4 separate regions of the Sus scrofa genome follow, and regions 1, 3 and 4 are each linked to region 2. Evidence: chromatin contacts called from public Hi-C and promoter capture Hi-C data. All regions are on one chromosome and are shown on one strand. Each heading gives the region's core, a stretch centred on a gene start, on an enhancer-like site or on the middle of the called end of the contact. The rest is flanking DNA. Distances are from core to core; before and after follow the strand shown. Region 1 overlaps NPR3 (atrial natriuretic peptide receptor 3). Region 2 overlaps LOC102162488 (a long non-coding RNA gene). Region 3 has its middle 41 kb from the start of NPR3. Region 4 holds the start of NPR3 (atrial natriuretic peptide receptor 3).

Region 1 (3,555 bases), core at 697-3,196, 130 kb after region 2:
AAAGGACTGTCTCCATCCTGGGCTCAGGTCTGCCCCTATAGCAATGCCCTTGACTGCTAAATGAACTCAGATCTCCTAGCCTAAAGTGTCACTGCCTGCAAACAGAAGCATATTTTTTTTTCTCTCTCTCATTACCTACCACAACATGGATCATTAAACAAAAGCAGTCCTGGGAAGATCATGAAGTCAAGTTCTGACCCCACATGCATCTCCCACTACAGCCCCCGGCTGCTCTTTTAAGGACGGGAACAACACTGCAGGTGTGAGCGCTGGCAGACAGCAAACCTCAGCCAGAAGCGCCACCCAGCCTGCTTGTGAGGAGAAGCGGGGTGGAGACAACGCTGTGGACGGGGACTCCTGGAATTAGTGGGTGTGGAGCACAAGGACATGAGAATGACTTTTAAAAATTCTCCCGATGCTTAGGCAGGGAATTCAGTCATCTGATACATTTGAATGTGTCGCACACACGTCATATATGGATGCTTCTCATCACCCAACACTCTTGAAGGCTTAGTTGAGAAATGCTCATACATAATGACATAATCATCCCTGGCTTTCAGGTGATCAAGTGAGCAATATCTGCCCTTGACCTTGATGTCCCACCAGTGCCTGACCGGATGTGGCTCTGGAAAGCTTGGCGACCTGACCCCCACAGAATGTTCTGGACACTCGCTGACCTCATATCCCAGGGGTCTGTGTTCCCGTCAGGCACAGTGTCAAGTAAACACAGACACCAAAGCCCAAAGGGGGAAGGGCAAAGGCAGGCAGCAGGCACCCTGTACGCTCTGCTGGGCAGTGAGGCAGCCCCAAGACAGAGGGAGACGGAGACCAGGGAACACAGGAGGACAACTTCTGGCTGCATTACTTCTGAAAGACCAAAGTCAGAAGGAGCATGTAAATTCTAATTTCTCCAACTGGGTGACATCCTTTAAAGCTGGTCCTGAGACCTTCAGGTAGCTCCCCCTGAACTGAGTCACCTGGGGATGTGATTGCAAGGAAGAGATGAGCAAACTCCAGGCTTTGTACAAAGATGACTTTCTTCACGTCTGTCTTGTGTCTTAAAATGAAACCTCTCCCTTTTTATTCAAGCAGTTTCAAGGTGCGGTAAGGACTAAGCTAAGATCCAGAACCCCAACTCCTAGTGCAAGCATCCCTGATTTATTCACTCACTGTGAACAGTCAGCAGCTGAATTCTGTTCAGGTCTTAATTCAGAGCTTCCCCAGCTGGATTCTTTAAAATAAGCAGCAGCATTCCTTAAAATGTTAACAGAGGGCTCTAGAAATAGTACTGCTGTGGTTTAACAAGTTTACAAAATGCTAGATTGAGCAAAGTCAAGCAATTCTCTTTACTTGCAGGTAACAACTGGCAGCTAAATTCTATTGAACATCTTCTACATTCTAGAGCTGAACTTAACAGAATTTACATTCTACTGTGTTTAGTCCTTCCCAAATTTGCATAGATGGGAACTGTTATTATCCTATGAAAGAGATTCTGATTAACATCCTAAACAGAAAGATCTTAGTCAGCGGATGGCATCAAAATGCCAGAAAGTGTTGGGTGGGCAGGTTCTAAAGTAGAGGTCCAAACCAGGCCTGCCTCGTTAAAACATCTATCCTACTGGCGCATATGTTCAGCCAGCTGATACTGGAAGGCAGCTCTGTGCTCTGGTTTCTGTTCCAACTGGCTGGTACTTTGAGTAGCTCTACGAATGGAGTACATAGTTTGGAAAAACCAACGAGGGTCTATAAAAGAGAAGACTAAGATTGACAGTGTACTTCAATGTCAGAGAAGGACAGAACCTCTACCTGGAGATGGGCTGAGAGAGCAGAAGGTGGAAGAAGAAAAGAGGACAAGGAACATGAAGCAACATGCTAATTGCTCCTCATCTCTCAAGCAAATATTTAAACCAGCAGCTAACACAGCATGACTCAGATCAAGCGAATCCAGATTTCAGACTCAGCCAAAGTTGACCTTGAACCTTTATTTCCATGATATTCCTGCCAAAGAGGGGTAGTCTGAAGATAAGCATGAGGAAACATCAACAAACTGACATTGAGGGATATTCTACTAAACAACTGGGCAGAAACTGAATATGTCAAGGTCATGAAAATCAAGGAAAAGATGAGGAACTGCTCTAGACTGAAGGATACTAAAGACGTGACAACTAAATGCAAGACATGATTCTGAAGTGGATCTTTTTGCTGGAAAGGACCTTAGACAAATGGCAAAACAACTGAAATCCAAGGATACAGTAGACAATAGTCACATATCAGTATTAACTTCCTGGGTTTGATGACTGATCGTGGTGATATGAGAGAAGAGCTTTGTTTGTAGGAAATAGATACTAAAATATTGGGAGGTGATGAGTCAACAAGTTAGTCACTTACTCTGAAATGGTCACTTAACTCTGAAGTAATTCAGGAAAAAAATTTTTCGGTGTTGAAATTTCTCTAAGTTTGAGACTGTTTCAAAAATATTAAAGTGGAATGATGCCCACGACAGCAAAATAAATTAATTAATAAAGTTGACTGTGCCCCAGCTGTGAGTTAAAACGCGTACTAAACCAAATGAGCATCCAAACAAGCTGGACGTGAAGGCTGAGGGTCCTGCTCAGAGACCCGTGCGCTCCAAACACACCAGCAACCAAGGGTGGTAATAAAAGATCTACCTATTTGATGTTTTCTAACCAGCGCTCAATATGAAACATGACGGCTTTGGTTTAGGAGGGTCTTTATTCTATATGACCTTGATTCTTGCTAATAATAGTAACCTTAATAATTACTAATAAATGTAACAAAGCTTCATGTACCCAGACTTGTCGGGGGCAGGGGGAGATGTTTCATACAAGCAAATATTCCAGATTCTTAAATATTATTTCTCTAAGTATCAAAACTTTTTGTATAATATAAACACTTTAGTTCCCGTCATGGCGCAGTGGTTGACGAATCTGACTAGGAACCATGGGGTTGTGGGTTTAATCCCTGGCCTCGCTCAGTGGGTTAAGGATCCAGCGTTGCCGTGAGCTGTGGTGTAGGTCGCAGACGCGGCTCGGATCCCGCGTTGCTGTGGCTCTGGCGTAGGCCGGTGGCTGCAGCTCCGATTCGACCCCTAGCCTGGGAACCTCCATATGCCGAGGGAGCAGCCCAAGAAATGGCAAAAAAAATAAAAAATAAAAATAAACACCTTAGATGGAAGTCCTTCTGAAAGGAGCCACGTATGTTCCTGCCTTGACAGAAATCTGCTAAATGTGATTAACCTACCGTGCTTCTCTGTATGAAGGCTGTGACAACGAACAGTCCAGTGGGCTCCATGGCTACTGCAGAGTGTATACGGCGCTGTTCACACAATGCTGACCCCAGGCTTCCATGTTTCTGGATCATCCTTCCTCTTTATGCCGGGACCCTCCTCCCATCCTGAAACGCCTCCTTCCCTGGCTGCTGAGTCTTGTGCATCTCCTCATCCAGCCCTTCCTACCGGTGACCTCCAGGGTTCTCAACAGCTAGAGCACTAAGTCTAAATGCTTCAGGAGGTGAAGAACACGCTCTATTATTAGC
Region 2 (3,106 bases), core at 21-2,520:
TAAACCAAAACTATCCCAGGCAAACTGGGATATAGGGTCACCTTACCTATTTTTCACCTTTCTAGGCTGGTTCTAGTTCTGAAATGTGGTGGCTGCTCCTGGTTGCCCCAAATAGTTTTATTTGGCATATCATGTGGGCCATGTTCATTTTTTTTAAACATTCCAGACATTGCACAACTATTTGTACTGCCCACTTCAGTGTGTCCTCTTGGGACGCTACACACCTGTTGCAATGATGTTGCAATTGTTCAAAATATGTTTTGTAATTCTGTTTAACATCACCTTCTGAACCATTTAATAGCTTCTTTAAAAAGTCAATCTGAACTCATCTTGTTGATCTTTTTATTTCCACTTAGCTTCTTGCATGCAGAGTCACTCAATAAATATTCACTGAATTAAATGAAATGGAATTAGATTCCAAAGCTTAAAATTACCCTCAGAAAAAAGAAGATTCATTACCTCTGAGTCTATTCATTAGGCCACATCTCAGAGAAAAAAAAAAAAAGACTAGAAAGAAATATGGTTATCTCTAGGTTTTAGAATTATAAGTCAGAATTCAGAAAACAATACAAAAAGGCAAAAATCAAAGCTTTCAATATGTGTTGCATTTAAGCTAAGAAAAATTTTATCTTCCTTTGTTTTTGCAAACTATCCCTCAGGCAATTCCAAAGAAGAATTTCTCAAATATGTTACATAATATTACCATTTTGGGAATGTGTGTACAACTTTCAGAAGTGATTACTTTGAAAGGGACAACACACATTTAGATGAGTACATTCTGTAACATTTGTTTAAAGAAATAATCCACTACTTTATAATCATGCTTCTATTTTAGACATATTCATGAATATAAGTCATGACATGGATGCTATGAGGGACATGATTTTACAAACAAGAGAAGTAAACATTCAAGAAATAAGCTGATGACATTTAGGGTCAGGGCATGTAGCCAGCTGCCTGGGGACTAGTCTCCAAATCTGTGCCCTCTCTAGCACTGTGAGACAGAGCAGCAGCAGAGGTTCGTCCAGAATTCTGCCTAGTGATAATGTGGACATTTGCCCAGTCAGATATTTAGAGACTGAGAACGTGCATTATCATTCTAGTTTTATGAAATGAAATCCAAGCATAAAAGTTCCAACAGTTTGCCTTTGGTAGTGTCACAAGGAACTCTTGAGCCTTCAGACTAGAGCAGTGAGAAGGACTCACATCAATACACATATATTTCTGTCAGCTGCAGAACCAACTCGGACAGCCACTCCCTCAATATAAACTGCCCCATAAACCAGGAGCTGATGAAACAAACCGAGTTGTTATCACTCACCCCTGTGTGGAGTAGTATATGGTAAGGGTGTTCTGAGCAAGAGTATCCATGTCAATAATAAGACTTTCTGTGAAGAATTTTCTTAAACGTGTTGATGGAAGTAATGGGAGAGAGAAGAGGGGGAGGGCACTGTGACCAGTGGCTGAGACCCAAGGTCCTTCAAACACAGCAGTGATTTCCGTTGAAGGAGGCCATTTTATCAGCTCCTTTTCAGCCTCAGCCACTGGAAGGGGGCCTTGGTCAGAGCAGATGTTCCTGTGCGACTGCTGTTCTCTCTGCCTATGGGGCTGAGCTCTAAAGGAGGTGGGGACAGTGGGAAGCCAAAACTGGTTCCTCTCTCCTAGTGGAAAGGAGACACGTGCTGTCCGTTGTAAAAAGAAAACATTGTAAAGTACCTGTTTATGTGCTGAAGTAATTTCTAATTACTGGAGGCAGGGAACGTGGTCTAGTGTGGTTAAAGGAGGGCACTCAGCACCAGGACAGTGACCATTCTGTTCTCCTTTCTGCTCTCAGCCTCCTCGTGTGACTGGCTACAAGTCACCTAACCTCCTCCCTCCTCAGAACCGGCCAGCTAGACCATTTGGGTAAAACTTCCCATTCATTCAGTACTTAGCAATCTGGCCTTCCCAAGCACTTTAAAAAATGTAGGCTAATTAATAGTATCCCTTTGAGGCTGGAAATTATTATTATGAAGATGATGCTTTTAGCTGATGCTGATTGGAGGTGCACAGACCTTAAGTGATTTCCCTCCAGGGGCTGGAATCCCGAAATGTGCATAAGAGCTAATCTTGGGCTATCATCACTCAACTCCACACCCTCCCCGACCACACCAGGGAACTCACAGGGTGCTTTGCGGATAAATGAGCTATTTATTCAGCCTTCGGGACACCTCAGATTGGGTGTTAAAAGAGGTACAAAGCATTTCTAATACAGGTGGGAGCCTCATTTTCACAAAGCCACACGGGTGTTCCTGAACCCTTAGCTTACTGGGCAGAGCTACTTCCTGGTCAACTTCTTTGCACCAGCAGCTGCCACAAGGACAGACTGTTGGAACTGGCTGAATTACTGCTCTCTCACTGTAGTTGACTTTTCTCTTTAAAAAATTACAATGTTACAAATACTCCTTGAAGAATAAAGTTTAAATAATTGAAAAGTACACAAAGTAAAGAATGACAGAGGGAAAAGCGGACACTACCTCCTCCACTCCTGTCCTAAACCCATCCCCAGCTACCCGCAGTCAAATTTACCAGTGCTGAACATTGTCCACTTTCCTATCCGTCCTTCCAAGCAACCACAGAAATTAATAACAAACATTCAGGAGGCCATATAGTCTGACTGCCAGTCCATTATTTCCTAACTGTGTAACCTTGCCCAAGATCTTAAACCTCTCTTCAGTTTCCCCATTTGCAAAATAGGAGTAATTCTAATGCCTACATTGTAAGGATACTTTGAAGATTAAGTGATACCCACTTTGTACAGTTAAATAAATGTTACCTGTTATTTGTAGGAATATACAAACTGCTTTATTTTACAAAATAGGATCATTCTAAGCATGCGTTTTGCCAAGTGGCTTTTTTCATGCAACTTTCTACCAAAGCCAAAAAGATTGTTTCTTATTGTTGATTTGTAAAGATGGGGCAATATTCAGAGTATGACACCCAGCCTGGCCCAGACCCTGAGCAGTTAGGAAGAATATGCTGAATAATCAGAGTAGATGCTAAGCAAAAACAGCAGGTGGATACCAGCTGAGTATTGGCAGTGTCTAGGGAGAAATACTATTCTCTT
Region 3 (3,452 bases), core at 531-3,030, 230 kb after region 2:
GGCACAGTTCATCCCACTATAGGTCTGACTCTTCATCTAGGAGGGTAGGAGGGCACCTCTTCTCACTCTGGTCCCTCAGGACCTACCTACACTGCCCTTGGGAAATAGTTACTGTATGTATGAATGATTGAGAAGCTTGTTTCTCTTTGCTGGTTTGTTTGTTTGCTCTTTGGCCATGCCCGTAGCATTTAAAAGTTCCCGGGCCAGGGATCGAACCTGAGCCACAGCTGCAGCCCAAGCCACAAAAATGACCTGCCAAACTTGCAGCATATGGAAGTTCCCAGGCTAGGAATCCAATCCGAGCTGCAGCTTCCAAGCTACACCCCAGCCACAGCCACAGCAATGCCAGATTGGAGCCGCGTCTGAGACCTACACTACAGCTCGCAGCAACACCAGGTCCTTAACCCACCAAGCAAGGCCAGGGATCAAAACCACACCCTCATGGGTACTAGTCGAATTCTTAACCAACTGAGCCACAGCTGGAACTGCAAGAAGCTTGTTTTAATTCAAGGACATCAGTGCATTGGAAAGGTTTCACTAATAGCTATCACCAGGCCCAAATACTCAAAACTGGAAACACGGAAATTAAACTTTTTCAAAAAAAAAAAAAAATTGAGTCTGTCTTCCTGACCTTTTCTATGGTTGTCTGTTTAAACAAACCAACCACCACCACCAATAAAAAAACAAACAGAAAAAACACACTCTTTTTGGATATTTGTCTCAACTAACAGCACAATACAGTGCTCTAAGTTTCCATAAGGGAGTAAGTGGGTTTAAGTTCTTCAAGGATATGCTCAAAGAAGACTCTTGTGCACTAAGAGGCAGGAGCTGAGTCGGAAATTAGCACCATCTCCCAGACCTCAGCCCAGGGACCTGCTTTGAAGAGGGATAGCGGAAGGCTGAGAACAACTGATTCAGGAAAGCAAAGGAAACCTTTGTTGTTTGCTGCTAAAATTCTCCTTTACTAGACCTTTCCTATCAAATCTCACTCGGTAGCTAAAATGCATGTATGAAAAACAGCATTTTTTTAACAGCATTTTTTTAACAGCGTTGCACAGATTAGATGCGTATAACATCTACTTATGTCTGTGTTTAGTCCTTTCATGATTGCTGTGCAACTCTGGGGGCACTTATAGGGACTTTAGAGTGAATTTCCATATTGTCCAAGGTTGTTTAGTAATTATGAAAAATAAACTCTCCATGCAGGATCTGATAAAATTATTTGGTCTCATCCCTCTTGACTTCTGTATGGGGCACATGAGATGGCTGTCACTTGGAAGGAGGGATGAGGCAAGAGTGAAGAGATGAAGTGAAACAGAGACCATCTAGAACCCAGATAGAGCACTGACTCTGAGCCATGTAGTCTGGAAAGTGTGCCTGGCACATCGTGGTGCTTAGCCTGGAGCCCTGGGGAGATAAAGCTGACTCGCCACGGAGCCACATCCACAGAGACGCAGGGGTGACAACTCCCGGCAAAGGGTCACCCTGTTACGAAATGCTGAGGGGCCTCCTGACGTGGGGGTCACGTTGGGATTCCGCCTCGAGACGTCCTTCCTCTGCAGAGGGGTGACCACTGCTGGGGGAACCAGCTTGGTGGGGGCCGAGGGCAAGGAGGGGAGCTAGAATAAAGGAGCTTAGAATTCTCCCTTGGGATTGGACTTGAAGAGTTAGGTGCCTTTAACCCCCCCAGGAGCTAGGCAGCAAGGCAGCTCACTCCAGTGGACCCTAAACAGAGATAATCTGGCCAAAGGGCTAGTGCGCTTCCTGTTCTCTGCCTTTTGTCACGTCCTAGCTCTTGGGAAATCCTCTCTCGAGTGGCATAACCTTGGCTCAGCTGCTCTCAGGTGTGAGTGGAAGGGTCACGCTTCTCCGTTTAGGCCAGTTTTGTTAAAGAGGAAACGATATGCCCCACTCTCACTCCTACCCCACCAGGGTACAGGCCTTGGCAAAGTACACAAGAGAGACCCCCCCCACACACACACACACACACAGGACAGTGGAATTTAGGGCCATAGGACACAGCTGTTCCTCCTCTCCAGGAATTTCTCTTCCCAAATTTCACCTTGAGGGATCTGGTCATTGTGTGCAGTTTTGTTGTTGTTACAAAGTTGGGGGTGGGGAGGGAGGTTCTCTTGTGGCTCAGTGGGTTAAGGATCCAGCATTGCTACTGCAGTGGCTTTGGTGGCTGCTGTGGTGTGGGTCCGATCCCTGGCACGGGAATTTCTGCATGCTGCAAGTGAGGCCAAAAAGAAAAATGAAGAAAAGAAAAATCGGGAGTATAGGCCAATTACTTACAGACACCATTGTTTCCTAGATGACATGATCTGATATGAAAAATAAAAGAAGTTGTTATGGACTGAACCAGAACAGTGAAGAAAAATCAATTTCTGTGGTTTAAGTCCCCCGGTGTGGCGCACTTTGCCGTAGCAGCCCAAGCAGACCAGTCCAGAAGGCAAAGGCCCTGACTCTTGGAACAAGTCTTGCTCTTTGCTGAGGTACCTGTTAAAACTTAATGTCTTCACAGAAATAAGAGTTTAAAAAAAGAAAAAAGAAAAGAAAGAAAGAAAGAAAGAAAGAAAGAAAAAAGAAAGAAAAGAAGATGCCAAGAGACATACTAGAAAAAAATTTTCACTTAAAAACCTTAAAAAAAAAACAAAAAAAACCTTAATGTCTTCACAGGATAATGTAGGTTCTCCAAGGACTGACCACCCGGGGAAAGAGGCATCAACAAACTTGCTGTTGGTTTGGACCAAGGGCGGTGCATTCACCAGGGCTTCCCAGGGAAAGGCATTCCATGATCGAAAGATGGCTTAACAGCATTTCTTGTATCCATACACAAATTCTTATGTCTGTAAACGCCCTAGTGGTTTTTTACAGTATGACTCAGTAAGCTCTGTGTTCCTGTCTGCAGCGTGTAAAGATGATCAAAGGCTTAGCATGTTGCCTGGAATATGCAAGACCCTCAGTCATTATTCGTTGATTTCTGAAAATATCAATGACGGTATTTCTGAATTTCAGATTTGCTGAGGGCAGGAATGAGAGTGTTGAATTTATCCTTACAGCCCACACCCAGGGCCCTTAATAGAGGTTCTGCAATAGCCACTCAATAAATGTTGGCTTACATATTGAACTATGAGAAACAGCCAGCCATTTGAAATATCTCATGAAAACTGCTAGTTTTCACATTTGGTTGAGGTTTGCCTCAGTTTGCCTCAAGTTTCTCAATCTGCTGTGTGGGTGTTTTTTATTTTTTCAACATTCCTGGCATTGTGTCAGAAAAAGATTATAAAACAGCAGTCTTAAGACAATCAGCAGAACATCTGAGTCATAACTAAGACATAACCCAGGAATTTGAAATGCAAATAAACCATTTCTTTTCTTGAAGTATCTGAATCAAAAACACATAGAAAATACAATCTAGTAATACAGATGGTTAAAAAGATTGGAACTTT
Region 4 (3,102 bases), core at 175-2,674, 190 kb after region 2:
TGCGAGTGCCCCGGCTGACAGCATGGGCAGATCCCAGTGGGACGCAAGCCGGGCTACCGGTGCAGCCGCATACTCGCACACCGGCCCCAGGATGAGGTCGGGCTTGGCGCCCCGCGCCGCCGCCACGCGGTCCACCAGGCTGAAGAGTGCGCGGTTGCCGCAGTCCGAGTCTTCGTAGGCCACCTGGAAGCGAGTGCCTGGTGGCAGAAGCCGCCGCCCGGTCCCGTTTCCCTCCACGCTGCGCAGTGCATATTCGATGGCCGGCCGCACCCGGGCCAGGGAAAACAGGTACGAGTCGTCCTGGGGCAACAGCACCAGCACCTCGATCTTCTGCGGCGGCAGCGCCTCTCTCTCCCGGCGCCCGCCGCCCGGGCCCCCGCCAACACCGCCACCCGTGCAGCCGACCAGCAACGCCCAGTCGAGCAGTACGCACGCGGAGAAAGTGAGCACCAGCAGGGAAGGCATCGTGCCGCAGGAAAGCGCCTGCCCTCGCTGCGGACTCGCTCTCTGCCCCCCACCCACCCTTCCTCTTTCCTCCCCACTCTACTCTCCGAGGTCCCTGCGCCCCCTTGGGCGCTCTAAGAAAATAGAATACCCCCTTCACTAACTCGCCAAAAGATAGAGAGGAAGAGTCCTCCTTTGCAATGCCACTCGTTTAAAAAAAAGAAAAAAGAAGAAAGGAAAAGAAAAAGTTCACCGGGTGTAAACCTATACAGCTATATTATAAATATACTTTTTATAAATATATATATATATATTCGCCCTCCCTTTATATATACTATTTTGCTTAGAGGTGGCTTCTTATTTGGGCGTTGCTAAGGTTTCTTTTGAAAGCGTATTTGTAAAAGAAGAAAAAGTTAGACTTGTCCAGGTGCTTGTAATTGACGGTGCATCTCCCTCGCGTTTGATCTCATTGATTCGCGCCGGTTCCTGGATCCATAACCCGAGTTTAAATAGCGTGGCAGCGGCGGAGCGTGTTACCACACAAGGCGCGCCGAGGCTGGGCTTGTATTTCCAACCGGTGGGGAGGGTGGGAGTGGGGAGTGGTGGGGGCTGGGCTGGGGAGCCTCTCATTAACATTCTTACATCAGGGCTCCTCCCCGCACCCCTACTCTTCCCACCCCTCCCCTGTCCCTAACTCCCACTCCCCGTCAGACCTCGGCCTTTTCCTTAAAGCCGCAGTCGCCCACGTCTGCACCAGCAGGAGCCCCCACCGCTCCACACTGCCACCAGGGTCCCCGCCACTCCCTTGCCCCGCGTGCGGCAGCCCTCTCTTCAGCTCCGGCCTTTAAAAATGGAAATGTGTTTGAAAGTAAAGAAACGCGCGCAGGCACACACATAACGTGCAAAAAAAAAAAATAAAAAAGAGGAATGGGGTGGTCCTAGAAATTAGTGGTTTCGTTGCAAAAAAAAAAAAAAAAAGCTCTCACCTCTCTCTCACTCCAGCCACACTCCCTCCCGAAGCGACTCGGGGCGGGCAGTCGACCTTCCCAGCCCCCCTGGCTCAAGGTCAGGGAACAAGGACCAAGGCACCGATGCAGACGTCTAGGTCGCGGACCTGGAACGCCTTGCTAGCCCCGGCGTCCTCCCCCGCCCCCCGCCGGCCTCCTCCCCCTGGGCAGCCCGGGTTCGCGCCGGAGCCGAAGTGCTGCGGCGCATCCAGCGTTCCCCACGCACCCAGTGTTCCCCGCGCACCGAACACCTCCGCTGGCGCGCTTCGAGCAGAAAAGCGAAACTTGTTGCTCCCAAAGGCGAGAGAACACTTTTTCGCCTGGAGGTGGCAGAAGGCTTGAAAAGCATCTCCAAGGCATCCTTGGGCTTTGTTTGCTAAACCAGGTAACTACATAAAGAGACCTTCTTCCGAAAGCTTTTTCCCGAAGGCCCCTGGGTGGAGTCGCGTCCTCCGCTCCAGTCCTTGCGCTGGGAAATCCCACCGCTTTTCTTCCGCGGCTCGCGAGAACCTGTGCTCTAGGTTCTCCAAGGCCGAGAAAGGTCCTGCGTCCGAGACCCAGTCACGCCACTGGTCCCAGCCACAGCAGTGTTGGAGACGAGGATGGAAACGGCCTTGAAGAAGTCAGTGACCAGAAGAGCCTCGCCGGAGTGCGCTGCGCTGCAGGGCAGGACCTAGAGGAACTTGACCCTCTGAACCTGGTTAACATTTCACCGAGGTCATTTGCAATGTGAACCTGCTACTTTGGAAGGGTGAATTCCACCACTTAGGTCCCGCGAATTAAAATAAATTGAAAGTATTTTAAAATGGTCTTTCATTTGACTGGGCGTTCTTGTCCATAAACTTCTCTTAGTCTTAGACCAACGCCCTCTTTCGGCAGAAACTTGCAGCCGCCGTCTACCCCGGTTGCCACCTCCCCAGGCGCTGAGTTTGTTTTGGGTTTTGTTTTGTTTTGCTTTATTTAACGCCGGGATCTCAAAGAGCCATCGCTCTCATTTGTGACGGTGAAACGGTAAATTGGGGTTTCCGGAGATGTAGCAACTTCAGGCATCAGTGCTCGCCACTCTTAACATCACCCTCCTTATCGCTCTTTCTGACACTGTAAATGTAGCTGAGTAACGTTTCATCCTCGGGGCATTTAGATTTCAGATAATGCTCTGTGGTCCCTGAATCTTCAAGTAGGACCTTATAATTCCAGCGAAAACCTTCATTCATGTTACTAGACCTGCTAGCCAGTAGCACACGAGGCATCTGTATACAATTTTATTTCCCCCCCAAAACGGGTACCCCCCACACACTGGAAATTGAGATTTAGAGCTTCACAGCGACTAAATCCCCCCTGAATTCCTAGGAAGAAGGGAGGGGGAGAGAGAGAGAACAACAAGCTAAATCCCGAATTCCAAGGGTCTTAATGGATTTCGAAACTGGTTGCCAGGAGACGTGAAGAAACCAGGGTTTACTATTACCGCTCGCTATGCCCTGTGTCTGGGGAACACTGGCCAACAGCGATATGATTCCGCTCACTGTGTAGCGCGGGCTTAGTGGGAAAGTCTGGGGTTTCAGTGGCATCGGGTGTGAAAGCCTCTCCCTGTCCCAGCGCTGCCCAGCCAGGGTCACAGGCAGGGCAGTGCCTTTACGTCTGAGTGAGTGTC

What was found. Promoter capture Hi-C pulls out the DNA fragments that hold promoters and counts their contacts. A called contact is a pair of places that touch in the nucleus more often than the background predicts.
Region 1: a contact with region 2 is called in a Hi-C map of liver, with 2.2 times the contacts expected there. The contact joins two enhancer-like sites. A contact is called at or near these places in 1 of 5 promoter capture datasets (liver), 3 of 47 Hi-C or Micro-C datasets (liver and skeletal muscle) and 1 of 2 datasets of contacts at active chromatin or transcription factors (alveolar macrophages).
Region 3: a Hi-C map of liver shows a contact between it and region 2, with 5 times the contacts expected there. The contact joins two enhancer-like sites. A contact is called at or near these places in 8 of 47 Hi-C or Micro-C datasets (adipocytes, heart right ventricle, liver and 2 more) and 2 of 2 datasets of contacts at active chromatin or transcription factors (alveolar macrophages and skeletal muscle).
Region 4: a contact with region 2 is called in a promoter capture Hi-C map of liver, with 4 times the contacts expected there. The contact joins the promoter of NPR3 here to the enhancer-like site in region 2. A contact is called at or near these places in 3 of 5 promoter capture datasets (fetal skeletal muscle and liver) and 7 of 47 Hi-C or Micro-C datasets (embryonic fibroblasts, liver, omental adipose tissue and 3 more).

Annotation. Positions count from the first base shown.
Region 1 is chr16:18,902,497-18,906,051 of Sscrofa11.1, reverse strand. The region is part of intron 3 of NPR3 (atrial natriuretic peptide receptor 3); the gene reads right to left. Among named protein-coding and RNA genes, the nearest start is that of NPR3, 63 kb to the right of the region's middle. Within about 2 kb of position 1,946, at least 10 of the 83 cell types and tissues checked have an H3K27ac peak or open chromatin away from gene starts, as enhancers often do. A contact at or near this core is called in liver, where this site is marked.
Region 2 is chr16:19,030,710-19,033,815 of Sscrofa11.1, reverse strand. All of the region lies in intron 2 of LOC102162488 (a long non-coding RNA gene), which reads left to right. Among named protein-coding and RNA genes, the nearest start is that of NPR3, 190 kb to the right of the region's middle. Within about 2 kb of position 1,270, at least 6 of the 83 cell types and tissues checked have an H3K27ac peak or open chromatin away from gene starts, as enhancers often do. A contact at or near this core is called in liver, where this site is marked.
Region 3 is chr16:18,799,184-18,802,635 of Sscrofa11.1, reverse strand. No RefSeq gene overlaps it. Among named protein-coding and RNA genes, the nearest start is that of NPR3, 41 kb to the left of the region's middle. Within about 2 kb of position 1,780, at least 10 of the 83 cell types and tissues checked have an H3K27ac peak or open chromatin away from gene starts, as enhancers often do. A contact at or near this core is called in liver, where this site is marked.
Region 4 is chr16:18,839,862-18,842,963 of Sscrofa11.1, reverse strand. It overlaps NPR3 (atrial natriuretic peptide receptor 3), which reads right to left and starts at 1,424. Exons shown (of 8, transcript XM_021077060.1): 1 at 1-1,424. The coding sequence starts at 465.